Regions from separate parts of the Mus musculus genome. Here region 2 is linked to region 1. A link is a contact called in public Hi-C data. All regions are on one chromosome and are shown on one strand. The core of a region is the stretch at or near the end of the contact, and the rest is flanking DNA. Distances in the headings are between cores, read along the strand shown.

Region 1 (4,056 bases), core at 227-2,726:
AACTAGGATGTAATCTATTCTTCACTGCTCTGTGACCACACTAAAAAACAAAATAAAAAATCAAAATGAAGATTAAATGAAGGAAACACACATGTGATAATATCTAGTGCTCACTAGAATAAAATATTGGTTTTATTTACACAATAATTTAGTAAGCTACTTTTGATGAAGTAAGCTTGTCAAGATGACAACTGTATCTGATGTCTGTCAGGATGACAACTGGATCTGATGTCAAGATGACAACCGGATCTGATGTCAAGATGGCAACTGTATCTGATGTCAAGATGACCACTGGACCTGATGTTGTTGGATGAGTGGAAGGAAGAATGGGCAACAGAGCAGATAATTTTGTTAACACCTAGTAATTTGCAGTGCTGCTATGTCATGTTTCAAAGCATTTAGATTACATGACATTCAAAATATGGCATTCAAGAATGTACAAGAAGACACTATTGATAACTCATTATGACTTCTGAAACACGGACTAAATAGGTATCAGATACAAATATATAACTCATGTGTGGTGAGACATACATCATGCTATATCATGATATAAAAGTAACTTGTAAATGCTCACACATCTGTTCTTTGATGAGGGACAAACATGCAGACTAACATGGATTGAGAAGGTTCCAAATGCCAGGCCCGGGGAGGGGGGGGTTGGGGGTGCAAAGTGGTAAGACTGGCAAGAGAGAAACAAAGCCTTGTTTCTGTGATAATTTATTTGCATTATGGCGGTGCTTTCCACTTGTGCATCTCTGTCCCGTATGTTTCCCTAACTGAACATCCTTAGCAAGGAATCACAAGGAAGGTGAATGTTAAGATGTAATCTAGTCTTCATTGCTCTCTGACTGCACAAAACAAAACAAAACAAAATCAAAAGGAACCCACTTTTTTTCTATAATAGGAGACATTAAGAAGACAAAAAAAATTAAATATGCGCGTTCCTGGAGGCCACGAATGGAATGGCCTCAGCCCACAGTGAGAGCAGCATTGACTCCAGCCGCATATGTAGCAGAGGATGGCCTTGTTGGACATCAGTGGGAGGAGAGGCCCTTGGTCCTGAGAAGATAAAGGCCTGGGGAATGCTTTCTCTTTAGACTCTACTGCTCCAGGGATGTGACAATGCAGAACAAGAAAGACCCTGGAATTGCAATTATGAGCTTATGAGGACGATGTTGTTTAATAGCATGCTTCAGGAATGCACTGCCAAAGAACTTTCAAAGACATTTGGCTGTAAAACAGTATGGATCCACTGGAAAACGTAAAAAAAAAAGAAAGAAAGAAAGAAAGAAAGAAAGAAAGAAAGAAAGAAAGAAAGAAAGAAAGAAAGAAACTGCCAATCACTCATGACCTGCACCAGGGGACTCTGTATAGATGCAGGAGGGGGATGGGACTTTGGCACTCTAAGCGACTGCACATCTGAGGCAGGAGCTGGCGTCATCACCAGTGGAGCAGAAGGCAGCTGCCCAGCGTGTGCTGACTGCCTGCAGCCTGCTGTTTGGGTAAGCTGAGCACGGGTCCTCACTCGCTGAGCCTCTGGCTCCTGGCACGGGACTTGCAGCCAACAACAGCAAATGGTGGAGGCCATGAGGAAGCCTATGGGGCTGTCTCCCCTTCTAGGGTAACATTCTCGAGCCAAAGAAGAATTCAGTACAAGAGGGAGGTGAAGAAGGGACAAGCTTGAAACCCCAGGAAGGGGTTTCACAGTGGGAAGGTGGTTCTAACATCCTGCCTTCAGGTCCTGCTGACCCCAAAGGATATGCACCCATCACTACCCAAGGGACCAGGAGGCAGAGTTCAGTGCCTGTGTGTGGCTGTCCTGGTGGTGTTGGGTTCCCCCTGAGAGATCAAACAACAACGCTGTTAGTCTGAAGACAAAATGTAGCTATTGTCTTCAGGGAAGGCTCTGTTTTCATCAAAAGTTAAAATTTAAAACTAACAATACACCAGCGGATATGAGGCTCCCAACACACAGACAATAGAGGACTACCCGATCTGTGTTCATTCAGAGATGATGCACCTAACCCTCAAGAGACTGGAGGCCCCAGGGAGTTTAGAGGTTAGGTGGGGTGGGGGTGGGGGACATCCACGTGGAGACTGGATGTGGGGAGGAGGTGTGGGAAGTGGAACAGTTGGGGTGGACTGGGGTGTGTGTGGATAAAATATGGCGTGTAAAAAATAAACTAATTAATAAAAAGAAAGAAAGAAAGAAAGAAAAAAACCCAATTCTGACACCTCTCTGCTTTCTTCTTTTGTCCCTTTTCTGTTTCTTTCTCAGTTTTTCTGCCTCTTTGTTTCTTTCATGATCAAGTCCAGAAATGACCAATGACTGCTTTCTTGGAACTTAAGGCCAATGAAAATAACTTGATGCTATCTGCTTTGATGTTAGAATGAACACAGCATGGTATACCACTCGCCATCAGGCACACTCACAGTGGCAGAGCTTTTGCCTGCTCTCCACTGACTCACGGTGACCTGGCTCCTTTCCTTGTCACTCCAGCAGGCAGGGGGATTAGCAGGCAAGCATGTATCAGTGCCTGGGGAATGGTGCCTGGTCTTGGCACCGAGTGTGTATCAGTGTTAACAGCTGGTACATAAGTCCTGCTCAGTTAGGATTTAGTGGCAACATTCAGTCTGGGATTAGCCTAGCAAACAGGGTCGAGCTGTCTTCTTGCCAAAGCTGGGAAGCCCCAAAGGGCATGTGTTCTCCTGGGATTAATCCTGGTATTTAGGAAAATGCCTGCCTTATCACTGTTCTGGATCAAGGGCTTTGCCTCTTGATGAGAAGAAATGACTTCTAAATAGAATGTGATCTAGTGTTGGGGTCACCCTCTATACTCTGAAGACTATGGTCTGTAAGTTAGACACTACAGAGCCAGTTAGCTAAGGGAAAGTATCCAAGGAGAATTCAGGGAGGGAGGAATGGAGGGAGAAAGGGAGAGAAAGGGGGATAGAGGGGGAGAGGAGAGAGGGGTAGGGGAGGGAGAGAGGGGGAGAGGGAGATGGAGAGGGGGAGGGAGAGGGAGAGGGGAAGGGGAGGGAGAGAGGGAGAGGGAGAGGAGGAGGGGAGGGGGAGAGGGAGAGGGGAAGCAGTGGCATAAGGTAGGTCAGCAAAGAACTTCTGTAATCTCCTAAGGAGTTTAGACCTGGCCATGTTCAGTGAGACAGCAGTTAAGAATTGTAAGTAATTGTAAGTAAAATTGCGTAATACAGTATCCTAGTGCAGTGACTAAGAGCAGTCTCATTGGTATACACTGGGGATGGGTGATAGAGAAGCCAAATGAGAAGACTGGCATTGGAAGTAGAAAGAAGGGCTAGTTGCATTAGATAGTAATGTTACAACATTTACAGGACATAGAAATACTTGGACATGGTATACACAAAGAGGTAGATGAAGTAGAGGTTGGACTATAGCTGCTCCAAACTAGTGGACCAGATGCCACTGCTGCCACTGAGTTTGGCAACTTAAGCTGCAGATTTTCCAGAGGATGCTTGTATAAGTAGAGTCTAGCTTGGGAATGCATAGTGTAAGATTCCTGTGATGGACAGTACCCCTCAGTTGGAACCCCTTGGAAGCATTGCCTATACCCTTTCTGGAATTACAGTTCTTTTAGATGGTTGCCTATAGCTAGTGACTGGCAGTTGCCCAGATCCAATGCCCAGATGCTGGCTTCAGTCTATAGGACAACTTTGAGGTTATTTTAGCATTAGCAGTTCCTCTTACAGCTGGTTCCATTCTTGCAGTGGATCAGCTTCCTTCTCTGTATTCCTCTTGCCCTCCTTATGCTGTAACAGGTATATCTACCATGACAATTCCCCAATACCCTTCACAGGCAGCTCTTCATCACAAAAGGGGCCTCTAAGTGATTTCACTGAGGAGTGATAAAATCAAAAGTAGGTGGTTCTTGGAACTAAATATAGATTTTTCCAAGAGGAGGGAGGAGTTCATTATACCAATTACAACAGGTAAAGGAAAATGGGTTGAAATAACTGTTAAACACAAAGAGGGGACCTTGACAAAGGCAGTATAAAAGATCAGTGGGGAGAAGAAAT
Region 2 (4,450 bases), core at 656-3,155, 150 kb before region 1:
GCATATGCATAAGACCGGATTTTTTAATAGCTGCGCTTGATGGTGTCAGCTTGTATCTCTAATTACTTGGGCAGTAAAAGCAAGTTCAGGACTTGTCTGTGTTGCAGAGTGAGTTTAAGTCCAACCTGGACAATTCAGTGAGACCTCATTTGAAACTAAAGAGTTAAAGAGGCTGGAGATATGGCCCAGTGGCAGCACACTTACTTGTTCAGCATGTGAGACACACTAAATTCCTAATATTGAAAAACAAAAAACACTTTCCACGAAGTTTTAGGTACTCTCCATACCACAAACTGAGTAATAAGATGTAAAAATCTTTCTGATGACACCAAGAAATCCTTTCCATAAACTGTAATGACATTTGAATAAGCAAGGAGCACTTAGAGATGGCCGAGTCTCTGGAACGGTCTCTACATGCTTTAACTTTCAAAGCAAGAGCTTGCCTCAGTGCACTTCAAAGCACTCGGTACTGTCTTGACTCTATTGTTTCCCATAGAAAACAAACATTGAGCCCGATTTATTACTTAACACAGTCATAGAACTCTCTAACCTCATCCATTTTTGCCATATATAAATAGATGCTAATTCTCTGAGTACCATGTAGCAGACCTTGCACCAAACATCATTACTTCATCATCCTTCTCATGGTCACATGTGAATGTTAGTCCTTTCTCCTATTTCAGCAGAGTGGCAACATCATACTTTGTGAAAGATAGAAAAACTTGGCTTCAAATCTCTCCTCTTCTCTCTTATACTACCTTTAACCAATCACCAAGCCTCCTGATTTGGTCTCAGAAACCTCTTCTTTGTTCTTTTTGTCTTATTCCCATCCACTGACTCAATTACATGGAAGACTCTTGCTAAGGTACAACATTATTCTGTCTTCTTTCCACTCAAAATATTTAATACCACTGTGTCACCTTCAATACTTTATATATATATATATATATATATTCACAAGCAAGGCCCTAGCATCCTGTTTTGTCTTCTGCCTTCTCAATTCTGACGATTGTAAACACTATTTTGACTTTTTGGTTACCTTTTTCTTTGAGCATGACCTAAGGTAGCAGGTGAAGGTTCCTCTCTATGTACTATACTCTACCCGGAACCTTGGAAAAATATGGCCCAATAACATTTTAATTTCAGACTTCTAGTTTCCAGAAATATGAGAAAAAAATTCCTCTGGTTTTAAGCCACATAGTCAAGAAAGACACAATGCCAAGAAATTGGGTCTTTAGTGAGACCAGGTCATGTGACCCACACAGCAGTGGTAGCATGTGTGGAAAAAAAAAAGCTAAGATACCCCAAATTCTTACAGACTAGGAATAAGTTAACAACATACTAAGTTAATAACAAAACATGATGCTCATGAACTGAAAAGAAATTGGGATATGCTTTGACTGAAGACTAAGTTAAAGGGGACCGCCAAATGGTTCAAGAAGATGAGAAATAAAGTTAAACCCATACTTAGAAAGAGGATCTGATTTACAAGGTAAACAGGGACAGTTAAACCCTGTCCCCTGCAGAGGACAAATTCTGGGGCAGTGGGACTGCTCTTTACTTCCTGTCCATTTAAATACTTTCAGTACCTATCACATCATTAAAAATCAAGTAAAAATTTGATAAGTGAATAAATAAAAGTCAGATTATAGAGTTTTCCCACAAGTCTACACATGCATCTTCCCTGAAAAAAGTTTCAGTTCAGCTTTGCCTTCTCATTAGCTAACGCATAGCAGAGCCTTGCAGGAACCAGCAAATCCAGGCTCAGTAGCTACGTTCAACCAGCTATTAGCAGTTTTCTTTATCTTTAATGTCTCAGGCAAAGGGGAGAAAAACAGACCATGCAGCACGATGCTTCCACTTGGAATTCGGTTATAAAACATGGGGAGAAATGGCCAACTCATCACTTCTGACATCACCGCCTTTGGACTAACTGGAAGACATTTGATACTAGTGACTCAGGTCACAGACAGAGATGGAGAAATAATCATTCCATTTAATTCCTTTCAAACTGCTCACCCCAGGAATTATTAAATATGAAAAGAACTTCTTTGGTGTGAGTATGGTTCATTTTAATGCAGCCAAAGAGCAGTAGACATAAAGGCTCCCTGATTTCATTTCTCATTTGTCGTTCGCTTCTCTACTGTACCACTCATTTGAAAACATTATCAAAGGCAGGGCTTGAAAGGAACTCTCCTTTTCATTTTTGGAGTGCTTTGTTTTCTGAAACAGCATCAGGCAATACTCTAAGTATGTGGATTCAATAGAAAAATGTTTCTCTCTAGTTATACTTTACTCTTGATATACACAGCTGTTATAGAAGGTACCAGCTCTTGAATCCTATTCATTATAAAACTAAAACTGATTTTTCTCTATTTTCTTTGAAAATAACCTCAAAATTATTTTTAATGGCTGCACACGTTCTATCTATGAATGTATGCTGTTCCTTAAAACACAATCTGGCTTTGTGCTTTGTAACATATATAAATGTGGGCGTTTGGATAATGAAAATCAGTGACTTGCCGAAGTGCGAATAGAGCTGGCCCTGTTTGTGATGGTTCATTAGCCTTACACAGGACACAATTCACTGCCCTGGAGCTGGAGCGGGATAACGGGATAACATGGAACTGTTAGTTAAAGATGGCTAGAACAGCATACAGGGCAGGTTTGTCCCCTCAGGGAGCCAGTGTCCCTTGCGATATGCATAAGCATACGGAACTGTGCATTCCACACAGCCACACAGAAGGAAAAGACAAAGGCAAGACGGAGCTTGGGGACTGTTAGTACTAACCGCTGGTATTGACTAAACCCAGTAAAAGCACTTTACACCCAGTTGGTCACTTAATCTGCACAGCCATCTTATCAGTGGCAATTATTCTCATACTGCAGAGAGGAAACTGAGGCTAATATCTTTTCTTTTATTGGGAATAAACTCTACTAGGCACTCCCTGGGAACCCACAGCCCACTCTGGATAGGGAAGCAGGTGGGTTAACTGCAGATCTTCACCTTTCCCTCCTCTCCTCCAAATCAAACTCCCCAGTCTGTCTCATCCCCAGCTCTCAGAAGTCCACCTGCTATAATCTCTCTGCTCCCGTCTCTGGTGGATCACATAGATTCCCCTGCAAACTCTCGACCACCTGCTATAATCTCTCTGCTCCCGTCTCTGGTGGATCACATAGATTCCCCTGCAAACTCTCGACCACCTGCTATAATCTCTCTGCTCCCATCTCTGGTGGATCACATAGATTCCCCTGCAAACTCTCGACCACCTGCTATAATCTCTCTGCTCCCGTCTCTGGTGGGTCACATAGATATTCCCCTGCAAACTCTCGACCACCTGCTATAATCTCTCTGCGCCCGTCTCTGGTGGATCACATAGATATTCCCCTGCAAACTCTCGACCACCTGCTATAATCTCTCTGCTCCCGTCTCTGGTGGGTCACATAGATATTCCCCTGCAAACTCTCGACCACCTGCTATAATCTCTCTGCTCCTGTCTCTGGTGGATCACATAGATATTCCCCTGCAAACTCTCGACCACCTGCTATAATCTCTCTGCTCCCGTCTCTGGTGGATCACATAGATATTCCCCTGCAAACTCTCGACCACCTGCTATAATCTCTCTGCTCCCGTCTCTGGTGGATCACATAGAGATTCCCCTGCAAACTCTCCTTCCCCGACTGACTGCTTAGTCTCAGCCCTGAGTCCAGCAGGTACTCACTCCCTGGGGACATACGGTGTATTCTGGCCAGAGGAGCAAATAGTTTAACCACAGATCTTCACCTCTTCCTCCTCTCCTCCAATCGCTTATCCCAGTATCACCCTCATCTCTGTACCAGACCTCCTGTTGTGACCTCCTTCTTCCCTTTGCTCCCATCTCCAGTGGATCATGCAGATCTTCAACTCCAACCTTCTTCCCCACTCATACTCTTATCCCAGCCCCCAACTCCAGCAGCTTTTCTCTGGGAAACCCTCAGCTAAGCTTGATAGGGAAGCAAGTAGGCTGGGAAAGCAGGTGGGTGAACTTCAGATATTCACTCTCCTCTCTTCCCCTATATATTCTTTCCTCACATTCTGCCCACATCCCTAGGGCACTTAGTATACCCTGCCTTCCCCCTCCAATGAATCCGCTCAGCTTCCCATAGCCCATTGCCATCCATGTAAGTGCTAGCTCCCAATACCTAGAAACACACTTTACATGAAACCCCAGTACCCCACCTATCAGGAACCCAGAAAATCTACTACCAGGAAATACATAGCCACCACACTTCCCTAAGAACCTGAGAGAGCAACAGAAACTGAGGAAGAAAACACTCACTCAACAAAGACAAGTCTGGATACCAGCACTTAGAATTATGATCTTCTTAAACCCAGATGCCTACACACCAAAGTAAAAACACAATCAATAATAGCTAGGACAATATCTCTAGAGTCCAGCAACCCTGCTAC

The links. A called contact is a pair of places that touch in the nucleus more often than the background predicts.
Region 2: a contact with region 1 is called in a Hi-C map of muscle stem cells, with 1.8 times the contacts expected there. The contact joins two enhancer-like sites. A contact is called at or near these places in 2 of 484 Hi-C or Micro-C datasets (the G1E-ER4 cell line and muscle stem cells) and 1 of 9 other capture datasets (embryonic stem cells).

Annotation. Positions count from the first base shown.
Region 1 is chr4:86,018,296-86,022,351 of GRCm38.p6, reverse strand. It overlaps a transcript of Adamtsl1 not described here. Among named protein-coding and RNA genes, the nearest start is that of Adamtsl1, 34 kb to the left of the region's middle. Within about 2 kb of position 1,476, at least 64 of the 459 cell types and tissues checked have an H3K27ac peak or open chromatin away from gene starts, as enhancers often do. A contact at or near this core is called in muscle stem cells, where this site is marked.
Region 2 is chr4:86,169,131-86,173,580 of GRCm38.p6, reverse strand. The region is part of intron 4 of Adamtsl1 (ADAMTS-like 1); the gene reads right to left. Among named protein-coding and RNA genes, the nearest start is that of Adamtsl1, 120 kb to the right of the region's middle. Within about 2 kb of position 1,905, at least 17 of the 459 cell types and tissues checked have an H3K27ac peak or open chromatin away from gene starts, as enhancers often do. A contact at or near this core is called in muscle stem cells, where this site is marked.